Linked DNA regions of Mus musculus: region 2 is linked to region 1. The links are chromatin contacts, called in public HiChIP or PLAC-seq maps. All regions are on one chromosome and are shown on one strand. The core of a region is the stretch at or near the end of the contact, and the rest is flanking DNA. Distances in the headings are between cores, read along the strand shown.

The links. HiChIP or PLAC-seq counts read pairs in DNA pulled down with a chosen protein or histone mark.
Region 2: a contact with region 1 is called in an HNF4G HiChIP or PLAC-seq map of pancreatic cancer cells. The contact joins two enhancer-like sites. A contact is called at or near these places in 1 of 15 datasets of contacts at CTCF or cohesin (large pre-B cells), 12 of 484 Hi-C or Micro-C datasets (cortical neurons, embryonic stem cells, pro-B cells and 1 more), 9 of 115 datasets of contacts at active chromatin or transcription factors (embryonic stem cells, large pre-B cells, microglia and 2 more) and 1 of 9 other capture datasets (embryonic stem cells).

What each region holds. Positions count from the first base shown.
Region 1 is chr7:25,427,611-25,433,636 of GRCm38.p6, forward strand. All of the region lies in intron 4 of 4732471J01Rik (RIKEN cDNA 4732471J01 gene), which reads left to right. Among named protein-coding and RNA genes, the nearest start is that of Cxcl17, 18 kb to the left of the region's middle. Within about 2 kb of position 2,666, at least 53 of the 459 cell types and tissues checked have an H3K27ac peak or open chromatin away from gene starts, as enhancers often do. A contact at or near this core is called in pancreatic cancer cells, where this site is marked.
Region 2 is chr7:25,703,126-25,709,151 of GRCm38.p6, forward strand. Tgfb1 (transforming growth factor, beta 1) reads left to right here. Exons shown (of 7, transcript NM_011577.2): 6 at 1,000-1,153; 7 at 1,659-1,952. The coding sequence ends at 1,817. Among named protein-coding and RNA genes, the nearest start is that of Ccdc97, 13 kb to the right of the region's middle. Within about 2 kb of position 2,891, at least 143 of the 459 cell types and tissues checked have an H3K27ac peak or open chromatin away from gene starts, as enhancers often do. A contact at or near this core is called in pancreatic cancer cells, where this site is marked.

The sequences.
Region 1 (6,026 bases), core at 1,416-3,915:
GGCTTGGAGCAGAAAGGGTGGGGGGCTTGCTTATGGCCAGCATTTTCTTTATATCACTCAGCTCCTTGTTCATTAAGTGCTCTCCCAACCCGGGGAATTTTGGCCTTTCTTCTGCTATGGGTTCCCACCAAAGTTCAAGTTTAGTTACATCTGCTTAATTGGTTATGTTTTGAGAAGAGAGGCCCAATGTTGCTTTTCAGAATTCCAGTTTTCACTGTTGGTTTTCAGTTCTGGTTGTTTGTTAGAATCTGAGACATTGACCACCTTCCAGGGCCTGCCCCAGGCCCCAAGGGAGGCTCATTTGATTATTCTGTGTTTCCAGGCACTGATAGTTTAAGAGTGCTCCCAAGATGGCTCGGTGGGTGAGGACATTTGCCAGCAAGCCTCAAGGTCTGTGTTGGCTCCCCAGGTGGGAGGAAGGAGTCTCCTCTTCTAAGCTGTTTTCCAACCTCCAAATGCTTGCGTGGTTTGCTCGCTCCTTCCAGGAAATAAAATGTAGTAAGTGAAATAAAATAATGTTTCCAAGTAATATAGTCATTTTATAGTGAGGAAGCATAGCTAGGTGCTCCATGCCCAGCACCCTGGGCACCTCACTTGCTGACCTCGGGAGACACGGTGTCACTCCTCTGCTACCTGGCTAAAGTGCACACCTTGAACTTAACCCTGAAGAAATATTAGGTGAGCCAGAATTGAGGGTTATCACAAGCCCCATCCCCACTCCCATCACACCAAAAAACAGATGGCTAATATTCTTCAGAAAATGTTAAGGTCACCCAGGTATGGGAGTAGTACTGAGGAGCCAGAGGTATAAGGCTCACAAATTCCAGGCCAGCATGAACCTTGCCTCCAGCAAAAGTGAAACCACTAGGCTCAGGTCTATGATCCCAGAACTTGGGAGGTGGTGATGGGAGGGTCAGGAACTAAAGGTCCACCCGGATTGTGTAGCACACTGGAGAGGCACCTAGGCTGAAAATAACCACCACCACCCTCCTGCGGCAACAGTGAAAACCTAACCTAACAAAAACCAACCGACTGAATAAACCCCAGGCCTCATCAGCTCCTCAAGTTCATCTGGGCCACTTCCAAGAACAGTTAGCTCCATAGCAAGCTCAGGCCAGGCTGAACTACAAAAACGAGACTTGCCTCAAAAACAAAGCAAACGGGCTGGAGAGATGGCTCAGAGGTTAAGAGCACCGACTGCTCTTAACCTGAGTTCAAATCCCAGCAACCACATGGTGGCTCACAACCATCTGTAATGAGATGACACCCTCTTCTGGGGTGTCTGAAGACAGTGTACTTATAATAAATAAATAAATCTTAAAAAAAAACCAAACCAAACAAAAGAACTAAATCAAAATGTTATGGTCATGAAGACAAAAACTTGGAACAACTCTACCAATTTAGAGAAGACTAAGGGAATTGAAGATAAGCTCAGAGGTAGAACACTTTGCTAGAGTGTGCTAGACCTTGGGTTCAATCACCAGGACTTCAAATCAAAAATCAAAGTAAAACAGAAATACCCACTACTAAAAATAACCTTTAAAGGCACGAAACAGGTAAATATGATATAGAACCTTAGGTTGGAGCTTGGTTCAGTAAAAGGTGGTGGCCCATGTCTTTGATCCCAGGACTCAGGAGGCAGAGGCAGGCAGATCTCTGTGAGTTCCAGGTCAGCCTGATGTAATAGGGAGTTCCTATCAAAGGCTACACAGAGACACACTGTCTCAAAAAAAAAAAAAAAGCTTCCAGATCATTTTAATTTCTTATCAAAGTTAAGAACTACTTATTTAAATTTAAGCTTGCTTAGTAATCCTTTTAAAAGCTAACTTAATTTTCTTAAGCTGCTGTTTATCCACATTTCCAGCTATTCCTGTAATCTATAGATCGAGTTCAGACTCCTTAGGGTGTCATTCATAGTCCTTCAGCATGGCTCCTTGGTCTGCAGTCAACCATGACTGACGCACATTTTATGTCCTGAAAGATTCCTGCCTTGCTGTTCAGCCTCCCAAATTTTTCATCCCAAGCCTTGTTTCAGATCCTGTCTTACTGTTGAAGTTTAGTATAATTATTTCCACTAGAGTTATCGTTGAATTCTGTGGATGCAATGGTGTGAAGTGGAAACAGGAGCTTCAGATTCCAAAATATTTGAATCTAGACTGGTTGTGGGGGTATACTCTGTGGGGGTATACTCTGGGAGGCAGAAACAGATGGAACTCTATTAGTTCAGGCCAGCCTAGTCTATATAGTGAGTTTTAGACTAGCCAGGGCTACATAATGAAGTTCTGTTTAAAGCATAGAAAGAAATTCATGAATATATGTGTGTATCTAAAGGCTGGTTCCATCTACAAGTTCTGAGGTAAGAGCTAACTGTGTGAGGATGAGTCATGGTGACCTATAGATGAGATACAAATGGAAAGGTCGCAGTACTAGACTCCTGTCTCTTCATTATTGTGGTTCAGTGGTCCCTAAAGGCATTTTGTAGGTTGTTACTCATGGTTTTATGGTTAAACTTGTTATCAATTTCCTGCATGGCCTTTAATATTTCTTTTTTGCTTGCTCATCACCAAAACAACAGACATTTTAGAATGGAATGGAATGCTTGGGACTTTAAGGAATCCATCCAACTGAGTTTTTTTTCTCTTTTCTTGAGTATGACTTAGTAAACAAATGACCTACTAAAAGGAGAATGTAACCCAACCTAGGGAGAAGGGAGGATGTAAGTTCCTAAGGGCCAGAGGGCCCACCTCTGCTTAGACAAACATGACAGCATAATTTCTAGGAAGCATAACTCCTTAATTGTCCTTAAATCCTGCGCCCTGCGTAGCAACTGTCCCAAGGTGAGTGAGTGTACATAAGTGAGTCAGCTCTCTCATGAATCCTTTCTGACTCCTCCACTCATCAGGTCTGTGAAAGTGAGGCCAAAGGGACAGGTGAGAAGGAAGTCAGATGCCAAGAGGCATAGAAAGGGACAGGTGGGGTTGCCAAGCATGGTTCAAGGCCGTTAAGCACTGGCTCTGGAGTCTCCACCTCTTTGTGATTGTTCCAGGAACTCTCCTGGTTTTTCTACTTCCTTATTGCATTTCTTCTTGGTGCATCCCTTTTATGGTCTGAGAAAGGCTGTGCAAATAGTTCACAAGACTGTCAACTTGTGACTTCTTATGTGGTCAGGGAATCTGGTCCTGCATTTTCCTAAAAAAAAAAAGTAACGATTCATAAACAGTAGGCTAAGGAAGTGCCTTGAAATTGTGCTAGGTGTTAGGAAGCAGGCGCCTATGTGAATATTGAGACAGAAAACAGCTTATGTTGGCTGTGTCCAATCTTAAAGTGTGTGTGTGTGTGTGTGTGTGTGTGTGGAGGGTGGGGGAGGTCAAAATCATTCTGGAAGGTGGATTTTGTTTGGGAGATCTCAGAAAAATTTAAGACAGCTTTTGCCCAGATTGAGTGCAGATGAAGTTAAATTATGGAGTTGGTCCATATCGGGCACATTACTTAACGCCCTTGTCCTTGACTTTTTTAGGTTGTAGAAATGGGCACGATTATAGACTCTTTTGAGAGGATAGCACTTCATGTAAAGCCTTAGATAATGGGTGCTGAGTGTGAGTGGTTGTGATCACGGGAGCAGGTAAAGGTGCTAGCCTGGGTATCTATTTTGGGATGGTTGCTTGCTTGCAGCAGGGTCCTGGCAGGGAAGCTGGAAGTGAAATGACCCAGGGAGGCAGGCATTCCGGGTCTCACTAGGTAGTTCTTGGAAAATAGCTTTGCGCAAAAGGAGTTTACAAGGGATGAGAAAGCAGTTATAATCTCCTGGAGGTCCAGGCATGGATCCTAAAATTACCTACGTTTTTGTCAAGCCTTGATACAGATTTCAGGGAATGCCCTGGGAAGAGCATTCATCTGCCTAAGATAGTTCCTTATGAAAAGGCCAGAGTCATTATTTTCATCTTTGTACTGTTCTCATTTATAAGGTGTGAAGAGAAGGACCGAAGAAGGCTCCAATAAGGAAATGAGCAGGTTTGAGACTGGTACTTGTGCCCTGAGGGAGCATGTATTTTATTTGAACATAAAAAGGGCTTCATAAAAGGGTGTCCCCATATAAACCCAGTGGGCACCCTGAGATGGTTGTAGACTCCCCTGTGAAATGCTGAGGCAGAGTCACAACAGAAGGCAGTACGCTGGTCTTGGCTGTGTGGTAGCTTACATGGAGGCTTGTCATTTAAGACAAGGGAAAAGACCTGGGAGAGAGAACTGGATGGTGAGAGGACAGGACTGCAAAGATACTTATGGGGGCCATCCCAGGTCAGGCACTTGCATGACTCTAGTCTCTTACTGTCATTTTCTTATTCTGTGTTATACATGAGAGATGAGGTGAAGGAGATCAAGGGTTCTGCCCAGGGTCATCCAGCTGGAGCTACAGTGTCCTACCTCAAAGCCTGTCCTGCTTCCCTACCGAACAGACAAATGAAAGGCAAAAAAGGAAAGCAGGTTGAATTCATGTCCCTGGTGATGTTTAGAAAGGGTACTTGTGCTAAGTCAGATAGTGACTGCCCAGTGTCCACATCCCATTGGAACCTGGGAACCCTTTATCTGCCTGAAGGACATTGCAGGTTCAATGACGTCAGCATCTTGGGATAGAGATCTCTGGATATCTGAGTGGTCCAGGTAAGTTAAGAGGATCCTGGAGCAGAAACTTCCAGGAGCTATATCAGGCAGAGTTACATTCAGCTCTCAACCTCCAAAAGTATTTTTTATTCTGCTGATGCCTTTGTTTTGACATAGAGACGTTTTGAATTGTGACCTCCAGAACTGTAAGAATTGGGGAGCAGGTGCCTGCAGTCTTGGGCTCCAGGAGCTCACGGAGTAGCCTTTAGCAAAGGATGGAAGGGAAGACGTTGGAAAGGTTGGGCCGCTGGACTGCAAGTAGGTCTAGGTCATAGGTGGAAAGGAGTGTGAGGGATAGCTGTCCCATCCTCATTTCACATTCAGTTTCCAGGATGTCATTGGGATGTGTTCAGTGCACCTCACGAACATCTGCCAGGCCTCTGAGAGTCATCTTTGGGGCATAGGAATGGGTCCAAAGGGCCAGAGGAAGGCATTGGCAGATAGGTGACTTGAGTAAAGGCGGGAGGGGAGGTCTTTGTCCTTAGCATAAATGACAGAACTTGTTAGTGTAAATAGTCCACCACATGATTGTCATGGAAGAAAGTGGTCAGTGGTTTTTTGTTTGTTTTGTTTTGTTTTGTTTTGTTTTTTTTGGTCAGATGAACTGACATGCTATGGCAACCTGGAATCAATGTCCAGTGACTTTTGGACGTAGTAGCATGGGATAAAATGCTGAAATCCTTGTTTGGGGCTCAGCCTGACTCTTGCCTTGCTAAGTTGGCCAGGCCCCAGTCTGCAGACAAGTGCCTCACACGTTGCTGAGGGATGGGTCTGCAGCTCAGGGTTTAGTTCCTTGTTTTCTTTCCCTGGCCTGTGGGGCAGTGTTAAAGCAGCTTTCTCTAAACGCCTCCCTCATAATGGAGCCATCCTGTTCCACGATGCTTCATTGACTCCACTGGCCTCCAGGAAACCACACCTTCTAGATCCCAAGAGACTCACCAAGCCATATGGGGCATATGTGAGGGGGAAATAAACCCAAACCAAACAAAAACCCGGTAGTGGGTGGGGGTGGGGCAGATGAGTAGGGCCTGTTGTCATTGCTCTGTTCTTAAAGGTCTCAGCCTTTTCTCCCCACACCCACCTCCACCCTTACAGTTCATGGCTAAGTCCTCAGCTCTGGGCACAAAGAAACTGGTTTCCTAGCTCCTGCTACGGTTTGGTCCCACCCACAGAGACAATAGGCCTATTTTTTTCAGTATTCAAAAACCCTTGTGTCTGGCCCCTGAAACTGCCCCTGAAGGAGTGCCAAAGCTCACTTCTTCCTGTTCTGTTCTTTCTAGGCCAGCTCAGTCTGTGGGCTTGAGGTGGGAGGGTGGGAGGGTGGGGGAGTGGGGGGTGATGGGAAGTGGGGGTGGGGGGACAGAAGT
Region 2 (6,026 bases), core at 1,641-4,140, 280 kb after region 1:
GCCTGGTCTACAAAGTGAGCTCCAGGAAAACCAGGGCTATACAGAGAAACCCTGTCTCGAAAAAACCAAACCAAACCAAACCAACCAAACAACAACAACAAACAAACAAACAAACAAAAAAACCAAAAAAAAAAAAAAAGGGAAAAGAAATACAGTTTCTTGTAGTAATTGTAGTACTGAATTCCCAGGGTGGAATTTAACAATTGTTTGGAGGGAGAGTTTGGAAGGCAAGTGGAAAGGGCTGGTCAGAGGAGGCACTGTTCATTTATGTAACTGATACTGGACACCTGCTTCAAGCAAGATGGCATTTTTAGGAGTTAAAGCTCCCTGGGTGGTAGAAAGTATCTCACATAGCCCAGGCTAGCCTCAAACTCACTATGTCTCCAAGGAGGACCTGGAACTTCTAATCACCCTTGCCTGTGCCTCCCAGGTGTTGGGATCGAAAGTGTGAGCCCTCTTGCCTGGCTATGACTGGGTCTGAGGACTAGAGAGGAAGCCCATGTGGCTGTCAGGGTGGGCGAGGGAGGACACTGAGGAAAGCCAGATAGACTCATGGTGATAACAGGCATTTGACGTAAACAGGAGGAAGGAGTGAGTAGCTATGGCCTCCAAAGGCTTCCATCTGTCCTGTTTGTGCCATTCAGGAGCACCGGCCCTAGCCCCATATTCAGTAGAGGTTTGGTAAATATGTGTCCTACAAATAGGACGTGCAGGCACATGTTGGACTGTGAATTACTCCTGTGTGTTCTGTGGGGATGTGACAGGACTTATTACGTCCTCCCCGAGAGTGCTCATGGGACTGTTGCTAGCCCTGCACTGGCTCTCAAGTGCCTGCCCAGTGGGAGGTGCTTCACTGGCAGCCTGGATGGTTGTAGTGTCACTATTGTCATCACAGGCGTCCTGGAGAGCCTGAGCTGGACAGGAGGCTGAGGGCAGCCGAGGGCTGGAGCGGGCTGCAGGGTTGTCCCTGCTTCTGACCTTTGTTCCTCCTGCCTGCAGCTCCACAGAGAAGAACTGCTGTGTGCGGCAGCTGTACATTGACTTTAGGAAGGACCTGGGTTGGAAGTGGATCCACGAGCCCAAGGGCTACCATGCCAACTTCTGTCTGGGACCCTGCCCCTATATTTGGAGCCTGGACACACAGTACAGCAAGGTGGGTCTGGCTCATGGGACAGGCTGGAGCAGAGGCTGGGGTGGTAGGGAGAGAATGGGAAGCTTAGAGCAGTGGGGAGTCAGCGGGATAGGGTGACAGAGAAACGGAGAAGAGCAGGGGGGGGGTGCAGAGCAGAGCTGGAGAGATGGAAAGAAACAGATTGGGTGAGAAAGGCAAGAGAGCTAGTGATGTGGAGAGATACAGAAAAGGAGGTGGGGAGAATTGGAGATGGGAGAGTAAGTGACTGAGGCAGACAGGAAGAGGAGATAGGATGAAGAGAGAGAGAGAGAGAGGAAGAGAGAGAGAGAGAGAGGCCGAGATGGGGACAGATGAGGGACAGAGAACAATAGGGAGAGACATATATAGAAATAGACTGGGAGAGATAGGGAAACAGAGATGGAAGTTGAGGAGGCTCAGAGATAAGAGACAGAAATGTAGAGATCCTGGTGGGGAGAGAGATAGGGGGAGCCCCTGTACTCTGGCAGTGACCCCGGCCCACCCGCAGGTCCTTGCCCTCTACAACCAACACAACCCGGGCGCTTCGGCGTCACCGTGCTGCGTGCCGCAGGCTTTGGAGCCACTGCCCATCGTCTACTACGTGGGTCGCAAGCCCAAGGTGGAGCAGTTGTCCAACATGATTGTGCGCTCCTGCAAGTGCAGCTGAAGCCCCGCCCCGCCCCGCCCCTCCCGGCAGGCCCGGCCCCGCCCCCGCCCCGCCCGCAGCGCCCGGGGCTGTATTTAAGGACACCTGCACCCCCCCTCAAGCCCACCTGGGGGGCCCATTAAAGGTGACAGAGGACTGGTGGTCTCCGTGTCATTGGCCGCCGGATTGCGTCTCCCTCTTAGCTGACGCCCCTACCACATCTTGTCCCTTTCTGTGCAATCGCCTCCAGCACTCCCTAAGGAACGCCGGCTTTGATCCCAGAATTCCAGGGGGCGACGCTGAGGCCCAGGGAAAACCCTATTAGACTCAGGTATCATCTCTTTAGGCACCGTTCACAGTGCTTTATACCTCTGAGCATCCACGAGGCAATCCGGGAGAGCCTGAATTCCTGCTGGGATGAATTCATTTCTTGGATGATGAGTATATGGAAGAGCAAAAAGTGCTGATACAGTGGGTTGTGGTGGCCCCATGTGACAAGTCCCTGCATTCAGGAGACTGAGGCAGGCAGATAGATATAGCTCAGGCTAGCTCAGATATAACCAGGCTACTGGTTCAGAGTTGAGTGTGTGGTACTGAAATGCCTGCAGTGGGAAGGCAAGGGTTAGATAAGGAACTCTGGGGCTTCCGGGTTACATTAGACCCTATCCCAAAAAACCCCCAATTCACAGAATGTGGTGGCACAGGCCTTTAAGACCAGCACTCAGGAGGCTGTAGCAGATTGGTCTCTGAGTTTGAGGCCAGCCTGGTTTACAGAGCAAGTTCTGGATACACAGGACTACACATAGAAGAAACGGTCTCCAAAATACCAAAACACCAAATCAGTAGTTGGTGTTGGTGCTGACTATGTCACTGGGTGAAAGGAGCCTAGGGGGAGGGGGAGCCACAAGAAGGAAGTGGAATCAGGGAGTGTGTGTGTGTGTGTGTGTGTGTGTGTGTGTGAGAGAGAGAGAGAGAGAGAGAGAGATTCTTGGAAGACCGGAAGTGACAAGTGACAGCCATCTTGGGGTGTGCCACTGTGTGAGGAAAGAGAGCAACGTGACTGGAAGAGTCTAAGGGAAGGGTGTTGGGCGCTGAGTCAGATCCAAGTCAGCACAAGCCAGGGAATGACAACTCTCCTACATGTCAGGTGTGTGGCTGTCCTTGATCACAGCTTTCTTCCCACAGCCTGACAGAGCAGGGGCTGGCCAAGGTTGGCCCCAAGCCTCCTGCAGCCTGCAGCCTGCAGCCTGTTTCTGTAAATAAGTCCCGCTGGCTCACGGCCACACTCGCTGCTTCCTCCACATACTGTTTGGAGCCATGTACTGTTTCTGCAGCCTCGTATGCAGGGCCAGCAATATCACCTGGTCCTTCTGGAAAACCTGTGAAGATGGGTGTGGTCTGAACAGGCTGCCTGTAATTTGAACAGGAGGCAGAGGCAGGAGTATCATCACCACAAGTTCAAAGCCAGCCTGATCTACATAGCCCCCAGCCAAGCAGAGCTAAGTATATGGAAAACCCCTCAGTCCTTCCCACTCTCTCCAAAAGCTTGCTTATCCTTTTTGGGGGATCGTGTGCTCTTTACAGGAGGAAGTATTTACACACACGGAAGGTGGTTACTTCCTAAATCCACAGAACTTAGTTAGTTTAGCATCTGCACATGGATCTAAGACTGCTTTCTTGATCATATCTTGATCAGGAGTATGGGACCCCAAAAGAACTTGGGGGACACATAGCCTTACCAGATGAGCTAAAAAGCTGTATCCGAGGCCTCCATTTCTGGTAAATCACTGCGAGTTAAGTGAATGGTGAGGAACTCTGTCCTCAGTCACCCTGCCTCCTCCCTTCCTGGGGTTGAGAGAGAGAGAGAGAGAGAGAGAGAGAGAGAGAGTGCACATGCATGAGCGTATATGCATGCATGTGTCCTCAGGAAGATAAGTTACCCAGGCAAGAAAGACCGGCTGCCTGAGCCTAGCGAGTCCTGTGTTTCATCTCTTCCCATCTGCTGGGGGGAGCTTGTGAATTCTCTCCTGCTTCCTCTTTCTCAAGCCCGTTTCCTCCTTTCTCCTGTGTTTCACTTCCCCTACCCTCTGCCTTTCTCAGGCCCCCAGGGCTCCTAAACTTGCTTTCCACTCAGGGAGTGTCTGGGAGGGAGGGAGGGAGGGAGGCAGGGTGACTGAGGGCAGAGTTCCTTTGGTTTGAGGTTGACAGCACTGAGCCTGGAAGAGTGGGTCAGAGGCCTCCTAGTCTCGTCCCATCAGGGGCTGAGAGCCTCTGAGGAACAGGTTGGGGTTTGGGGCAGGACAAGAACATTTGTCATTGCCACTAGCTCTGGCCTGGCAGATACACAAACACGCAAGCAAGAACACAATCAGGATTGTAGTCATTCAAGGATTGCTGAATAGCCCCACTACCCCCAGCAGAAGCCAAAGTATGGACAGGGTCCCACAACTACACCAACACATTCACCTCTCAAGACTAGTGACATAGATTCTGACACCTGGCAGTCGACACAGACCACACATACAGACTATAAACAGTCCAGCCCTGGGCCCTCACAGGACATGACACAAGTAGAAAGTTTGATAGAAAAGGCCATCACATAAATATACATTATAGGGCCAAGCTTGCACCACATGCCAGACAGATTCACAGTGTCAAACACACCAGACACACATCACAGCATCAGAGCCCAGCTGGGAAACAGACTACTCCCCCCGGCAGTTACACAAACATCCTCCACGGGGTCATGGTCATTGCGTGACCCGCTGCAAACCCACTCATACCACACACGCCGGGGTTTCATACACGTCACAGTCCCAGCCAGACTACCAGTAGGTCACAGCTACTGTCTGACACTCTTCACACACACCCACTTGCCTGGGGAGTCCCAAGTGGCCCCACAGACCCAGACACAGTCACACCCAGGATCCCAGACTAGTAGCTCCCACGCACCCAGACACACCCCCAGGATTGCCGAGCCCTTATACCAGGCCTTCATTCCCAGAGCCTGCGGATATGACAACTGCTGGCTGTGCCCCATGTCCTGCCCACTGGTGACATAGCCCACCCACCTGCCTGTTGCTCCTAGGCAGGCCTGGTTGCTGGCAGGCCTGGGGGAGGGTAAATTGCAGGCTCAGCATCTCTGCTGCCCTGGCACTTGGGCTCGATGGGTGGCCTGACCCAGCACAGGACACATCCCTCCTACCCACCAGCATCTACCTCACACAGGACAGACAGGATACAGGGTTAGGCAGCTGGGGCACGGGGGAACTTGTGGGAGGGAGTCTGGGTTCCGCCTGGAGCCCTAGCTTCCCGTCCAACTTCCAGGGCAGGAAGCAGCCAAGGAGGCCTGCACAGGCCTTCCTGTCCCGTCCTGGACCTGCTGGGTGAGCGAGGGTGGGTAGGGTGGGAGAGGCAGGAACAAAATTTCCCCTGAAGCCTAATCTCCAGGCGCACACAGTACCAATGTGTTTTGTTTCCAGTGTGACCTTCTAGGTGTTCAGAGCAGCCCGTTCTTCCCCTCAACCCACCCCCACTGATCCCTGAGGGCTTTTGGCCTGCCTGGCTTTGTCAGTTTGGGGTGTGTGTTCAGCTCTGTGTTTGTGGCTAGCAGTGCCACATTTCTGCTGAGTGTCTGCCGCTTCACATTTCGCCTGGGCAAGCTGGAGCTCTTTCTGTGGGTTCCCGCTAGCCCTGTTTGCTATACCAGCGGGTTGCATATCTGGGATGAGTTTTGAGTCTAATTTGTTTTCTCCTGTAGAATCTTCACAGGTCCCCTGGGTATAAATTTTTGCAGTTAGTGTTGGTTTTACCTGAAACTGAGGTGTTTTATACATTTTTGTGGGTCTGTGAGTTTTTATTTATTTTTGAAAGGTGGTGTGTGTTTTGTTTCTTACCTCAGCTGTTTTTGATGCACATGTATGGTAGTTACCAGTGTTTGTGTGCCTTGCGGGTGGGTGATTTGTGAGCTATGTGTGTGCTTTTTAAGTATTTAGTTTAATGTTTTTAATGATGTATGTGAGTGCTGGTCCCAGTGGAGGTCAGGGTGGGCAGATTCCCTTTAAGCTGGAGTGACAGGTGATGGCTTACAAGACGTGGGCACTAAGAACCAAACTCAGGTCCTCTGGAAGAGCTGTAACCCCTCTTACCTGCTGAGACATCACTCCTGCGGGGCTGAAATCGGAACCAGGGTGGCCTCAGGTATGCTAGGGAACAGTCACTCTTAACAGT